2 separate regions of the Zea mays genome follow, and region 2 is linked to region 1. Evidence: chromatin contacts called from public Hi-C data. All regions are on one chromosome and are shown on one strand. The core of a region is the stretch at or near the end of the contact, and the rest is flanking DNA. Distances in the headings are between cores, read along the strand shown. Region 1 holds the start of LOC103626044 (probable glutathione S-transferase MSR-1). Region 2 holds the start of LOC100276857 (U3 snoRNP-associated protein-like EMB2271).

The links. Hi-C and Micro-C count contacts between places; a contact is called where the count stands out from the background.
Region 2: a contact with region 1 is called in a Hi-C map of ear, with 2.0 times the contacts expected there. The contact joins the promoter of LOC100276857 here to the promoter of LOC103626044 in region 1. A contact is called at or near these places in 2 of 25 Hi-C or Micro-C datasets (ear and tassel).

What each region holds. Positions count from the first base shown.
Region 1 is chr5:17,814,975-17,819,140 of Zm-B73-REFERENCE-NAM-5.0, reverse strand. It overlaps LOC103626044 (probable glutathione S-transferase MSR-1), which reads right to left and starts at 1,873. Exons shown (of 2, transcript XM_008646424.1): 1 at 1,213-1,873; 2 at 756-1,112. The coding sequence starts at 1,536. The coding sequence ends at 756. It overlaps LOC100304117 (translation initiation factor eIF-2B delta subunit), which reads right to left. Exons shown (of 7, transcript NM_001165599.1): 7 at 3,310-3,665. The coding sequence ends at 3,603. It also overlaps the pseudogene LOC111589514.
Region 2 is chr5:17,951,912-17,956,446 of Zm-B73-REFERENCE-NAM-5.0, reverse strand. It overlaps LOC100276857 (U3 snoRNP-associated protein-like EMB2271), which reads right to left and starts at 2,801. Exons shown (of 7, transcript NM_001150561.2): 1 at 2,238-2,801; 2 at 356-692. The coding sequence starts at 2,656.

The sequences.
Region 1 (4,166 bases), core at 624-3,123:
AGTCTTTTACCGAGTGTCGCCAGATACTCGACAAAGAAAAGGTGTCGTCACGTCGAGTGATGACGGAAACGGCGCCTTTGGCGAGTGTACTAGATGACACTCGACAAAGAGAATTCTTTTGCCGAGTGCTAAAGTCTGGCGCTCGGCAAAGGTAATTGTCGTCAGCTATAGACGGCTGCTGACGGACCTTTGCCGAGAGTCTAGGTTCGCCAAGAGTTTGGCACACGACAAACTTTTTTTTGCTGAGTGTTTCCCTGTGCCAAGTGTCCTACTCACGGTAAACATGGTCGTTACCAAGAGTACGACTTTGCCGAGTGCGACACTCGGCAAAGACTGCTTTGCCGAGTGTCCGATAAAAAGTACTTGGCAAAGAGCCATATTTCGGTAGTGCACCAACATAAACTTCTGCTCATGAATAACACAGAAATAATTACTGGCACTTTGCTTAAAAATACATTTATTTTATTAGCACCATCGGTTTCTTCGGGGAAAAAAAGGAAATTGCAACTACAAATTAAAGGTTTACCAAACGGCCGCGACGAAATGAGAAGGAAACATAAATATCTAAAACACGAGTGTGTGCGTAAACAACATGCGTAACAATAGCCAAGCAATGACAAGTTCGCTGCGACGAGACGATGCACACGGAATCATGCATGGATCAACGTGCGTTCGTGTGCACGATGGTGCACCAAAATCGCGCGGGCGCGGACGTGCGCGTACATGCCGGACTGCCGGCCGGGCGCCAGCAGCTGCTAGTCGAGGCCGAACGCCTTCCTCATGCCGCACACGAACTGGAACACGTGCTCGGCCTCCGGCAGCGACTCGGCCACGCACTGGTTCTCCCGGACGCAGCGCTCTGCCCACGCCGCCAGCGCCGGGCACTCGGCGGCGACGCCGAAGCCGCCAAACCGCTCGTAGGTCAGGAACCACGGCGCGAAGGGCACCAGCGCGACGTCAATGTAGCCGAGGGCGTCCCCGCCGAAGTACGGCTTCCCGCCCAGCTCGGCCTCCAGCGTCTTGAGCGCGGCCACCGTGTCCTTCGCCGCCGCCTCCACCGCCGCCGCCGCGCCCTTGGGCTGCCGCCACACGCGCATCGCGCAATCGTTGAGCTGCAGATTAATTAAAGCTAGATTATTAGAAGCCTAGACTAGATAGGTATATTGATCTCGACGATAGACCATCTTAGGATGGATGGACGCGCGCGACCACCTTGGTGTCGACGTAAGAGGCCCAGAAACGGGCGTGGGCGCGTGCGTAGGGGTCGGCGGGGAGGAGCCGCAGCTCGCCGGCGGTAGAAGAGAAGGCGTCGTCGATGAATTCGAGGATGACGAGGGACTCGCACACGGGCTTGCCCCCGACGATGAGGACGGGGACCTTGGCGTGGACGGGGTTGGAGGACAGCAGCAGCGGGCTCTTGGCCGCCAGGTTCTCGGCCTTCTCCTCGTACACCACGCCCTTGAGCTTCAGCGCGATGCGCACGCGGTTGCCGAAGGGGCTCACGGAGCAGTTGAGCAGCACCACGCCTCCCTCCATTGCCTCCGATAGTCCGATCCCTTGGAAGCTGCTTGTGCTTTATTATCAGCAGACGATGGGGCCGGGACGCTCGATCGCTAGCTGATGACTGGAGCTTGCATTGCCAATGGCTTCTTGATTCCACTCCATGTCTATATATATAGCTAGCAGAGCAGATGATGCATATGGCAATCTGCTAGATGTTGAGCTACGAGGACGAGGTGCTCTTTGGACGGGCCGGAGGTGCTGCCATTTTTCTTGCTGATGGAAATCAACAGCATATGCTGATAGGTCATCATCGACCGGACGACCGCACCAATAATAATGCATCGAACGATGCATGCATGTCTTCGATTGTTTCGTCGCTAATAAATTGTTCGTTTCTGCATGTGAGCATGTCCTAGCTCTCTCTATTTAATTTGCTTCTTTGCATGCCGGTAAAAAAAATGTCAGGCTATGCAGCTTCGTGCGGCTCCCGGCAGCGGCGCTGCGAAGAGTTCGAGACGTCTTCAACGTCCGTCCATGCATCTTCCTTGTGGACGTAGGACGCCGGATGTTCCTAGGCTGGCCGGGCGCCGGATGTCAGTGTGACGGAGAGGTAAAGCACAGCTTAAAAATCCAAATTAAAATACAAGTTCTGCAAAGCTGCGGTAGTCTTGCTATGATTCTTGTCAATGACATATAATATCGTGTTGTGAATTCCAAGGTTAATCGTGCGTCACGTGCTTACGTAGGTCTGACACCCTCTCCGCTTTTCGTCTAACCATGGATCTAATAAGCTGTTACACCATAGATAGACTATAATAAACCAGTTAAGCCAAACACGACAAGAAGCCAAACGCAACACACCGCTTCCACGTAGTATGTATCACCTCACTAGCTGAATGGGTATGGGCAACCAAGCAAGCTATAAAAAGCGCGGTCAGATTTTTTTCCAACTCATAACTTTCTCGGCCTCTTGGCTAAGATAGAGTATAATATTTGTTATTTTCGGTTTAATATCTTATATATGGACCATAAATTCTTTTTTATATTAAATATATAATTATCAAATATGATTGTGTCATCGCAGCGCACGAGCATTATACCAGTATCACTTTAGTTATCTTATTACCCATCGAGGTCTACGATAACAAAAAAAATGCCGTAGTATAGTTTTCCTTCAATCCAAATGTTTGCAAATTCCGAACCTTAATTAATTTATTTTCAGTCATGAGGTCTTCTGTTTGAAGCTCTTTGTGTGACCTTCATAGAAGAGATGAAACGAGATCCAACAGTGCGCGTGTCTGGTGTAGATGTTGGTTTTAGCTTAGATGTTTGGAGACCTTAGAGTTTTGGATACCCGTATTGCAGAGAACTCATTTACTGGTATGGGAGTTGGAACTGGAATGAAAGGGTTGTGAGGCCTGTTGTTGAAGGCATGAACATGGGATTCCTACTCCTTGCTTACAACCAGATCTAAAACAACTGTGGCGTGCTTCACTACACTTGTGATACGTGGCCATGGTGGTGTCGGTCAACTCGGAGAGCAGAACACTCACAACGTCCGGAATCATATTTTCAGTCGATCCCTGGCCTGGCCTAATGAAAGCTGCCTGCCATCAGGAGTGAGAACCCTGTGTTGTTGTTTGAGCACGTACTGCACCGGTCAATGAAAGATCCAAAGCAAATTCCCCGAATGGCACAGCCTACACGAACATTGGTCGGTAAATTGGTAACTAATGCTTGTACAAACTGCCAAATGTGGGTACTACAGTAAAAATTAGCGTTCAACGTAGAGTATCAAAAACCATATCAAATATTCAACCTTCTCTGTGGTTGGAGGTGGCATTCCATTGAAATATTTAGAGCCCAAGGATGGTACTCATCACTGATCCATCGACTCAACGATGTCCGAGGGCACACGAGTGCACCATTCAGAGTTGCAAGTTATACAGGTGATCGCAAAACACGACGGACCGTCTTTTGGTAAAAAGGCAACAAGGACAGACAAAAAAAAAAACTCAGGCCAGCAGTGCAATCATTTATCATGTTGCACTCAGGCAAAGGTCACCAAAAATGCTACCATACGCCAGTAGGGCAGTGAGTCATATCCATAGTTGCTCCTTGCGGTACTCTCTCACAATGACCGGTACACTAGTTGGCGGAAGCTGCAACAGGAAACAACACAATCAAATACTGATCAAATGGCACACATGTCATCTATCTATAAACCCTAAACAAATTTGGAATAAACTAGCCATCCATGTATAACCGCAGAAGCCAACAAGTTCAGGACAATATAAGAATAAATAGATTACAAGGTCAAATTAATGTGATGACAAATATCAGATTTTTAAGGAAACAAACACAAGCATAGGTGCGTAACTGTCAGTGCGTAAATGCTTGGAGTTTAGAGTGGCATGGGCCTACACAACTCAGCAGATTTGTTTGGTGCAACAAAACACAACAAGTTAGCCTAGTTCAAAGGTCGAGCACTGGATGGTTCGTACATAGGTTATCAGCTGCTTCTACACTCTACAGAAACTGTGCCAAGTCGTGAGTAAATATTCGAAGAGAGAAAACACTATGTTGAAGATGTTGGATACAGAGAGTTTGTTATGGTTAATTTGAGTGCAGCATATGTATACAGAACAAGACGCCTAATAAAA
Region 2 (4,535 bases), core at 1,552-4,051, 140 kb before region 1:
AAAATTTCTCTTATTGTGATTTCTTCAATGTATATTACATGATAATTGTAGCTCACTGTAGCAAGGTATGTTTTTTTGGCTCAGACTATTATTACACTAATTATATTCTAACCTGGAAGAATTTGTATCTGGTTTCGTTTCACGATATTCAATTTATGATTAGAACTGGGTAATGTTCAGCAGGTACCATACTGCTATATCTAGCAAGACATTTATGAGCATTGATGCATGATGTTCAAAGCAATAAGAAAATGTTACATGGTGCATGGAGAATATGGATATATTTGATCCAAACAAACTGCCTTCCATATATATCTCAAAATTGCAAAGTACAACTCCTGAATTGATATGATACCTGTATGTGCTCCTGTGACCTAATATCCCATAAATGAATGTGACGGTCCAAGCCACCGCTCGCCAAGTAACGACCATCAGAACTGGCAGCTAAAGCCAGCACTTGCTTGCTTCTTTTAGCTGATACTGGCGGTTTAGCGTGATGTGAAACCAACACATCTTCACTTGGCCATATATACTTCTCACATTTCCCAGTTTCAACATCCCAATGCATAATGATTCCATCTTTTGATCCTGAAAACCCCTTATCACTATCCTTGGATAAAGCAACAGCAGTAACAGGTTGCCGGTGCTTCACAAGAACCTTAAAGCCATCCTGAGGGCCTGGTGGTAATACCCTGCAACAATTTCACACAGTTTAGTAATTCGCACTAGTCCAGACACAAAGTTTTCATGGTCATCTGTACACATAGAATTTCAATGTTGAACTTAAATACACATGGGATTCTTTTAATAAGGCTGTTCAGTAAAGATTACAGAATGCATAATGGGTTCAATTAGGACACCATCATTGCTATGATACTAGAGACCATAAACATATTCCATCTCAGTATTGATTCAATACTGTTAGCTTCAGCACCTTCCACTTCAATATATGAATCATATTCTCCAAGAAGTCAAAATGTAGTATCCCTTCGGCCATGTTTCAAGTTTCAACAGAGTTATGTACACTAGCGAAACAGATCCCACCTGTACTAAAATATGATTCAATCATTCAATGCAACCAACAACGCTAAAGAAAGGGGTGGAAATGAACCCTTAGTTCCTCATCATGTAAATAGATTAATGTCAACTAAATTTCTCATCTTTAAATAAAAAAATATTTAAGGCCACTTTCAAGCATTAAAAACGAACACGTAGTGCAAAACACTAGCATCTAGGTGGGAAATGAGGTTATTACTCTATGGTTTCTTGGTAAATTTCAGTACCTCAAAGTATTGAAGCTATCACTTGTTCTATAACTCTATAACCATTACCATGGACCTGCTATAATACAGGCACCTACTTTTTCACTCGTTAGGGGATGTGTATGAACTGTCTGATTTGAATCAAACATGAAATGAAGTGTTTTCCTGCTTCGCTCAACTGTGACTTGTGAGTGCCCCCCCCCCCCACCCACTCCTCAGAACATGGCCACAGCATTCCCACTCCATATTAACAACTCTCAAAACTCCATATTAACAACTCTCAAGGTCCACCGCCCGCTGTTGACGGCACTTTGCTTCACCGGTCAAACTGCCTCCAACAAGTTTCTGCTTCTTTCTAAGGCTAGATCACCCAGTAGCCTGCCAAAACCCTAACCCCTTCCAACCACCGCTCATTGCTGTCATGAGGTGCCATTACCTGAAATTTCACAAATCTCAGGCGCCTGATGTACAGGAGTTGTGTAAAATTAATACAGCAGTGCCACTTTATGTTTAATATAGCATACACAATCCAAAATCAGTGACCAGCACTTTCTTTTAATTAATCCCTGGGCCACAAATGATGTTCCTATTGTTATCGCTGATTTGCACCCCCCCCCCCCCCTCTCCCAAACCCAGTGGCCAGGGTTGCAATGTAATTTGCTTCAAGGTGGATTAACCAGTAGCTAAAGAGCAATCTCCACTACAATCACTACCCTAAACCAAAAGAGGTTATATTCCTCCAATTGTGAAATTACAAATTGTGGTTACTTGCAAACCCCAAATGAGTTACAGAATGGAGGTTCTGCTCCTCCATTTGTGAAATTACGAGCTGTGATTAACTGGTTACTTGCAAACCACAAATGAGCTATTTATGATCGTGAAGCAGGTAAATATACTAAACTCGTGTCACTTCATAAACAGTACATCTGACAAACTACCATTCTGGAGATAACTCGAGGAAAATTTGTTTCTGACCTCGCGGCAATCTCCCGCCGCTTCCTGCCGCTCTCCTCGAGCTGCTTTCTCTGCAGGATCTCCGCCACCCGTCTCCCTCCCGACACGTTCTCATCCTCATCGTCATCCTCCTGCCCCCTCTTAGCGACTTCAGTGACCTTCTTCAGCCACTCCTTCGCTATCCGCATCTTCTTCTCCCCCACCGTTTCCTCGTCCTCATCCTCCTTACCGCCCTCGTCCCCATCCTCATCAAATCCGCGGCCAAGCGCAGCCACGCCGTCGTCGTCGCTGTCCTCGCTCTCTATGTCCTCGTCACGGTCCCCGCGGCGGCGCTTGGGCGCGGACTCGAAGAAGGGGTCGTCGTCCCCTCCGCCGCCACCACGTCGGGAGCCTGGGCGGGGCTTGGGGCGCGAAGCCCGCTTGCGGGAGCGCGGCGCCATGGTGACTGGTGGGGAGCGGGCGCTCACGCTTGGGCTGGGATTTCGGTAGAGGGCGACAAGGTGTTTCGCCGCCGCCGTCGGTGGTGAACACGATAGTTTGGGGGAAGCGACGGGCGGCGGAAAGGCGAGGGTTTAACAGGAGTTGGAGTTGGGGACGGCCGGACGAGGGCTTAACCGATCGGCAGCGGCAAGCCTGACGTTTGGGCCAGATGGGTTGAATACAGTCTGGGCCGAGCTTCTCCCTGAATGTATATTGGGTCGAATTTCTCTTATATTTCGAGATGTTTGGCACTGATCTGGTTCCAGCTTTAACGTCGAGATGATGTGGTGTATATTATAAAGGTTTCAAAAAAATATTTTAAATTTAAATAAAAAACAAAGTGATTTATTAAATGTCTTCTAAAATCTTGCAACTTCAACTTTACGATTTTTAAAGCTTCCAATAATCTATTTTATCAACTTCATCAAATTTTATGAAGTTGAAGCAGTCTCAAATAGGACCTTGATCTATATTTATTAGTCCCTCTTAATAGTTACACCCCGGCCTTCCTCCTAGTTGTGAAATGATGCAAGCTTTAGATAGGTGTAGTTCAGTATGGTCATGAAGTTAGTGTAGCATGGCCTTTCGAGGATGGATTATAGGATCCCAGGAAGTCCACCTCGAACGTCGCTCTGTGCACAAATTCAAGGGATCGCCTGTGATATCCTGGTTCCAGTGGATGGTGATATCCTATTTCAAGGCTTAATATAATTAATAGATTACTCATACAAAACAAAATGCGTCTTCTTTTTTGGAGTCTGTCTCGAAAGAACATAGGGGTTAAACGTGATTTGCCTAGAGCAATCTTGGTATGGGTAACCGACGGGGAAGTTTTCCCGTGCGCACGAGTGAGGACAAAGTGCACACAAAAAGCTCATATTGGTTTGTGGGGATGGTCTATGACCCTAGATGGCTGTCAGGAGTAAGTATCGCCGGTCCGGGAGTGGACGGGGTGTTACAAATGGTATAAGAGCCGATCCTCATGGTTTTCACGGGTGTGTGTGGGCTAGGGGTTCGGGCATATGGCGCATGACGTATGTGGACCCAGAGTGGTCACATGGCATGACATATGACAACACTGAACACACGGCCAAGAGGGGGAGGTTCCTGGCTTGGGGTTGATCGATGAGGATGTCGATTTTCTAAGGGGGTGGATTGTGATATTCTAGTCCAAGGCTTAATAGAATTAATAGAGTACTCATACAAACAACATGCATCTTCTTTTTCAGAAGCCTGCCTCGAAAGAACCTCGGGGTTAAGCGTGCTTGGCCTAGCGCAATCTTGGGATGGGTGACCGACCGGGAAGTTTTCCCGGGTGCGTACGAGTGAGGACACAGTGCACATAAAAGACTCATGTTGGTCTGTGGGGATGGTCTATGATCCTAGAGGGTTGTCAGGAGTAAGTACTGTCGGTCCGAGAATGGACGGGGCGTTACATCGCCAAACGTGACGGGTAGGGTGATCTGCTCGAGGGGTAGGCTTGGTGCCCTGGTATGACGCCATGGAATGGTGCGGGGCTGGGTAACAGCTCGCAATTCCCAGGGTGTCAAATGTCTCAATATATATAATGTTGAGACTGCTTCCTTCGTCCATGAACGCTTTGTAGAGGCGCTTCGAGTCCACGATGAGCTCGATGACGAGAGGGTAGGTCCTAGGATGCGGTACTTTCTAGGGGTTAAGCGTGATTTGCCTAGAGCAATCTTGGTATGGGTAACCGACGGGGAAGTTTTCTCGTGCGCACGAGTGAGGACAAAGTGCACACAAAAGACTCATATTGGTTTGTGGGGATGGTCTATGATCCTAGATGGCTGTCAGGAGTAAGTATCACCGGTCCGGGAG